Regions from separate parts of the Sus scrofa genome. Here region 2 is linked to region 1. A link is a contact called in public Hi-C data. All regions are on one chromosome and are shown on one strand. The core of a region is the stretch at or near the end of the contact, and the rest is flanking DNA. Distances in the headings are between cores, read along the strand shown. Region 1 holds the start of CHFR (E3 ubiquitin-protein ligase CHFR). Region 2 holds the start of GOLGA3 (golgin subfamily A member 3).

The links. Hi-C and Micro-C count contacts between places; a contact is called where the count stands out from the background.
Region 2: a contact with region 1 is called in a Hi-C map of liver, with 2.6 times the contacts expected there. The contact joins the promoter of GOLGA3 here to the promoter of CHFR in region 1. A contact is called at or near these places in 5 of 47 Hi-C or Micro-C datasets (blood, heart right ventricle, liver and 1 more) and 2 of 2 datasets of contacts at active chromatin or transcription factors (alveolar macrophages and skeletal muscle).

Annotation. Positions count from the first base shown.
Region 1 is chr14:22,652,977-22,656,278 of Sscrofa11.1, forward strand. CHFR (E3 ubiquitin-protein ligase CHFR) reads left to right here and starts at 1,486. Exons shown (of 17, transcript XM_001928455.6): 1 at 1,486-1,591; 2 at 1,754-1,897. The coding sequence starts at 1,765.
Region 2 is chr14:22,687,360-22,690,639 of Sscrofa11.1, forward strand. GOLGA3 (golgin subfamily A member 3) reads left to right here and starts at 1,945. Exons shown (of 24, transcript XM_021073868.1): 1 at 1,945-2,054.

The DNA.
Region 1 (3,302 bases), core at 236-2,735:
CAGCATGCAGAAGTTCCTGGGCCAGGGATGGAACCCACGCCACAGCTGTAACCAAAGCCTCAGCAGTGACAACACCAGATCCTTCATCTGCTGAGCCATGAGATAACTCTGAGAAATTTTAAATTCTGGTCTTTCCTATGACCTGAATCTGAGACCAGGAGAGATGTACTTTCTTCTTCTTTTTATGGCTGCACCTGTGACATGTGGAAGTTCCCAGGCTAGGGGTCAAATTGGAAACACAGCTGCAGGCCTATGCCACAGTCATGACAACACCAGATCCAAGCCACGTCTGCGACCTTCACCCCAGCTTGTGGCAAAGCCAGATCCTTAACCCAGTGAGGGGGGCCAAGGATCAAACCCACACCCTCCCACGGTGTTGGATCCTGAATGTGCTGAGCCACAATGGGAACTCAAGGAGAGATGCACTTTATGACAAAGTTGACATGGAGTTCCTGGTGTGGCTCAGCAGGTTACAAACCCTTCTAGTAGTATCCATGAGGATGTAGATTCCATCCCTGGCCTCATTCACTGGGTTAAGGATCTGGAGTTGCTATGAGCTGTGGTGTAGGTTGGCTTGGATCCCCCATTACTGTGGCTGTGGCTGTAGCATAGGCCAGCAGCTGTAGTTCCGATTCGACCCCTAGCCTGGGAAATTCCATATGCCACGGGTGCAGCCCTAAAAAGCAAAAACAAACAACAACAAAAATCACCAAATGATGCAGTTTAAATTACACAAAGGAATATACAGTGAAAGATGTCTCCCTCGCTCCTTTGGGTGCCTTCTTCCACTTCGGAGGTCTCCGTCCGATATCGTCTGGTTCCTCTCAACCGCGCAGTCATGGACCGCACAGTCCATGACTCGGCTCCTGGCCCACCCGCACCAAGTCTTCGCCCACCGTTCACTTTCAGGCGTCCAGCACTGATGATCCTAGTGCAGCCTTTTTTGGAACACACACCTTATTTCTGCTAGATTCCAAAAGGCGGAATCGCTGAGTCAAAGGAAACGTGCGTTTGAAATGAAAAGACTATGTGTGCACCGCTGCCCTCCAAGAAGCGGTCCAATTTATACTCTTACGACTGGCAACGGAGATGCTTGCACTCTCCAGAGCCCTCCCAGGACACTAGCAACATTCTGATCGCGGAGAAAGAGACATCCGAAAGTTTCTACCTGCACTTATCTCGTCGTTTGTCACATATCTATAAGCCATCTGCCCTTCCAACGCGGCTTTGAGAATTTGCTTCGGTGCCCAATACCCAAGTTACTCAGTCCCTTTTGCCCGGACTTATCATGGCGTCGACGGCAGCTACTTCCGAGATCCTCGGAGATCTAGAGGTCTCGGCCAGCATCAAAGATGTCGTCCCGGCCCCATCCTCCGGTCTGCGCACGCTCGGCTCACCTCCCCACGTCCACTCTAGATGGCCACCGCCCCTGTTCCGCTCTAGCCGCCAGGCTCGGTGGTCGCCACCGCCCGCCAATCGTAGGGCGCGGACGCCGCTGGCCCCGCCCCGCGGATCAGCTGAGGGATCAGCGATGTCTGTTGACAGCAGCGGCGGCGGCGCGGCCGGTTCCGGGTTCCGCGCGGGGCGGGGGGTAAGCGGGCTGCTGGCGCGGGCGGGACGCGGGGGAGGCCGGCGGCGCGGCCCGCAGCAGCGTGGCGGGGGCGCCGAGGCCCGGGCAGCTGCGGGAGAAGCGGCGGCCCCAGCCCCCGCCTTTGCGGCCAGAGTCTCACCCGACGTTTCCGGGGCTCGTCAGATGTGAATCCGATGGAGCGGCCCGGGGAAGGAGAGCAGCTGCCGCAGCAGCAGCCGTGGGGGAGGCTCCTCCGCCTGGGCGCCGAGGAGGGCGAGCCGCACGTCCTCCTGAGAAAGCGGGAGTGGACCATCGGGCGGAGAAAAGGTACGGGGCGGAGGTGGGATGGGAGACATGGGACGGACTGAGGACGAGTCCGGGATGGGGGCGGTGGACGGAGGCCGAGTGCTGGGGGACCCGAGCAGGGGCCAGGGCGGAGATCTGGGGCCCGAGGACGAGAGCTGGGCAGGACGGGACCCACCGCGCTGTGGGAGGCCCCTGGGCGGGGCGCTCTGAGCTTTCCAGTTTTTCCAGTGTAGTGGGCTCTCCTGTAATAGCTACCATTTATTCACTTATTGCTCTGCCCAGTCACTTCTGAGTGCTTCGTACAGATTCTTTAATCCTCGTTACAGCTATATGAAGTGGTACATTAATTTATTACGTAGAAGTCAGTGTTTTCAAGTTCATTACCACCCAACGCGTCTTCTCAGACCTTAACGGAAAAGAAATCAATAGCAGAAGGAACACTGGAAAACCCACCGATATGTGCAAAATTAAATAACACCCTTAAACAGCCATTGGGTCAAAGAAATCAAAAGGGAAATTAGACAATACTTTGAGATAAATAAAATATAACATACCAAAACTTGGGGGTTGCAGGTAAGCAGTGCTCAAGGGAAATTTATAGGTGTAGGCAGCTACATTCAAAAAAAGATCTGGGAGTTTCAGTCGTGGCTCAGCAGTACCGAACCCAACTGGTATCCGAGAGGATGCAGGTTGGATACCTGGCCTCTCTCAGTGGGTTAGGGATCCGGGGTTGCCATGAGCTGTGGCATAGGTCTCAGACGGGGCTTGGATCCCGTGTTGCCCTGGGTGTGGTGTAGACCTGTAGCTACAGCTCCTATTAGACCCCTAGCCTGGGAACTTTCATTTGCCACACTTGAGGCTAAAAAAGAAGGAAAAAAAAGGATCTTGGAGTTCCTGCTTGGCGCAGTGGGCTCTGTGGTGTCTTAGGAGCTCACTGGGTCACAGGTTCGATCCCCTGTCTGGCACAGTGGGTTAAGGATCGGGTGTTGCTGCAGCTTTGGCTTAGATCTGACTGCTACTCGGATCTGCCCCTTGCCAAGAACTCTATATGCCACGCCCAGCTCTTAGAGTAGAGCTGCTTAAATACTTGTTGATTTAAAGAACAAAGGAAGCTAAGAAGTTGAAGAAAAGTCATACAACTAGTGAGAGAAAGTGCCCTCACCCTCCAAGCTTACTGCCTCTGGACTAGAGGGGACCATCTGCTAAGTTTCCTTGTAGCTTTTCTCCTGGGAGAGAGGGGCACTGATCGGGTCAACAGAAATATTTAGTTTGTCAATAATTTATCATTCTGACTTTATACTTTTAAATGGGAGAATGAGAAAGATTACTGTTTCATATTACCCATTGTGATGTACTTGCGTGTCTTTATCGCTTGGGTTTTTTTGGAAGGCAGTCTTAAATACCAAGATCAAGTTAATTTTTTTTA
Region 2 (3,280 bases), core at 695-3,194, 35 kb after region 1:
AGACAAGGCTCAGATCTGGTGTTGCTGTGGCTGTGGTGTAGGCCAGTGGCTACAGCTCTGATTCAACTCCTAGCCTGGGAAACTCTATGTGGATACAAGTCGGATTCTTAACCCGCTGAACCACAACGGGAACTCCACCCTGCTCTTTTCTCTTCTTAACTCATCACACCCTGTCTTGTATTTCTATGTTTGTTATCTGACTCTACAATAGAAGGTAAGTTCTGTGACAGTAGTGATTATATGTGGCATCAAAAATGGTACTTGGGAGTTCCCGTCGTGGCGCAGTGGTTAACGAATCCGACTAGGAACCATGAGGTTGCGGGTTCGGTCCCTGCCCTTGCTCAGTGGGTTAACGATCCGGCGTTGCCGTGAGCTGTGGTGTAGGTTGCAGACGTGGCTCGGATCCCGTGTGGCTGTGGCTCTGGCGTAGGCTGGCAGCTACAGCTCCAATTGGACCCCTAGCCTGGGAACCTCCATATGCCACGGGAGCAGCCCAAGAAATGGCAAAAAGACAAAAACAAACAAACAAACAAACAAACAAACAAACAAAAAAACCAAAAAAAAAAAACCCAAAAAGAACTACTTGTAAAAAAAAAAAATAGTACTTGGCATACATGGGCCACAGTGAATTGGAAGGAGGGAGGGAGGGAAGGAAGGTAGGAAGGAAAGAAGAAAGGTGGGTTGGCTAGTGGATAACAAAACAGGGTATATCTAAATAAGTATTATGCAGCTGTGAAAGGAGCTAAGTTCTGAAACATGGTAACACACAGATGAACCTCAAAATACTATGCTAAGTAAAAGAGAAGGCAGTCACAAAAGGCCACATGGTGTGAGATTTTATTTATATGAAATGTACAGAATAGGCCAATCAATAGAGAAAGAAAACAGATTAGTGGTTGTCAGGGGCTGGTGGAGGGGAACAGAGTGTATATGGACAAGAGGGATCCTTGGAGCTATCAAAGTGTTCTACAACAAACTGCAATAGATCCAGCTTCAACTAAATGGATTAAGCTCAGTGTTATTTACTAAAATTTAGTAAGTGTAACTGAACTTACTTTAAAAATCATTGAACTGAACACATAAAATGGGCTAATTATATTGTATACACATAATACCTTAATAATAAATAATAATAATAAAAATAAGGAGTTCCTGCTGTGGCACAATGGGATTGGCAGTGTCTCTGCTACTCTGGGACATAGGTTCAATCCCTGGCCTGGCATGGTTGGTTAAGCTGTGGGTTGCCACAGGTGTGGCATAGGTGGTAACTTTGGCTTGGATCTGATCTCTGGCTGCGGAACTTCTTATGCTGAGGGTCTGCCAAAATGAAAAAAAGAATAAAGTGGGAGGAATCTTCCACCCCATATTGTGGCTTGCTGTAAAGCTATTTTGGTGAAGACTGTGGTGTTACAAGAAGGCATGGAGATCAATGGACCAGGGCAGAGAACCCAGAAACATTCAACAAACAGCCAACTGATTTTTTTTTTTTTTTGGCTTTGCCCACAGCACGTGGAAGTTTCTGGGCCAGGGAAGGAACCCGTGCCATAGCAGGGACCCAAGCCGCTGCAGTGACAACGCCAGATCCTTAACCCACCGTGCCACAAGAGAACTCCTTTGTGTTCTTTACCTAAACCCTAAAAGCCCTTCACCTAAACCTCATGCCTATGCCAACAATGTTTTTTTTAAAGATAAAACACTGCTACCGCCCCAAAGCAGGAGTCACTTTTGCACTGGTACCTGAAAGATAAGTGAGGACTGGCGCGGTGGAAGGTTGGTGCTCAGGGGCGACGAACAGGTGCCAGAGCCACAACTCTGCACCTCACAGACCCCACCCCCGCGTGCTTACTAGCCAACCCCCAACGAGGTAGGGGCGGGGTGGAATGGCTACGCCGACACCCTGACAGCTAGGGCGGGGCGGGGACCAGAGCCTGGCCACGCCACTTCCGCCGGAAGCTCAATTGTCCGGCTTCCTGTCGGAGTTGGTCCGGCCAGTCCCGAAGCTACTTTTTAACAAGGGAAGGTGCTCCAAATTCGCTTCCTGAAGTCCGTCTCAGGCGAGTTTCGACTAGGCTGGATTCCAGCCCTGCGGCCGGAGCATTCGGGGCCCGAGGGCAGCTGCTGGCTAACAGAAGAGGGCTTTCTCTCTTCCGGAACGGAGACAGCGCACGCAGGCTTCCGGGGGGTCATTTTCCGTCGCCGCGCCGTGCTCCGCCCCCCGCGCAGCCACGTCTCAGCCAGAGCAGCCGGGCCGGGCGTTCGCCGCGGCTTCCGCAGCGCAGGGGTGAGGGTCGTGGGGCGGTGCCTGGGCAGAGGCTTGGGCTGGGGAAGGCGTGGGGAACAGGAGGACAGCGGTTGGGTCGGGGCCAGGGACAGGCGAAGGGCGGCTGGGCTTTGGGCGCACGCGAAGGGCCGGCCAAGGCTCCACCTGGAGCGGCAACGCCCCGCGCTAGTCCGGCTCCTCACCGTTGGTAGCCTCTGGGCCTAGAAGCTGCACTGTGCAGCTGTTAGCGGAACCGGCCTCATAAATATCCCAACATTCGCGTTCTTCCGTAGTGCTGTCCACGCGCGCCGGGGAGTAATTTGTTCAGAGGTTCCCACGGCTGCTGTTGGAGCTGCAGAGAAACATCTCTTGTCCTTGTGTAGAAGTTCTGTCAAGATGACAGGCGTGACATGGTGTCCGGTGGTTAGTGTGAAGCCTGGTTTAAAGAATCCGTGTGTGCTCTGCTCTCTCTCCACCTCGAGTCCATCTCATTTCTGGGTGTTTCACCAGAATGTGTTTCATAGCGGTGTTTTCATCAGTGTAGTGATAATTTCCAGAGGGAGTGGGACCAGGCGTCGTCTCTAGTATGATGCAGGTGAACAGCTCGACCTTCATTCAACAGCTCTTTGCTGAGTGTCGGTCGTGCCCGGCACTGTTCACTGTAGATCCTGGGTGATAGGATTGGAGTCGTGTCAGGGCCTCACTGAGCTCGCGCTGTAGTGGAGGGATACAGACAGTAAATGAAGCCATTTCTGAGAGAGTATTGCGTGGTGCTTGGGCCAGATCTATAAGAAGGTCTTGGGGGAGGTGACTTTTGAGTCAAAGCCTCTATGACAAGAAACTAGCCATGCAAACATGCGATAAGACTGTTTCAGGCAAGATGACCAAGTGTGAAGCCCTGAGGGAGGAGTAAATTGGTGTTTTTTTAGATACAGTATGGCAAGCGTGTAATGAAAAAGGAAGAAAGTGAGAGGGGACAAGGATGCAATGTAGGAAGGGGCTAGACGGTATGCAGCTTCC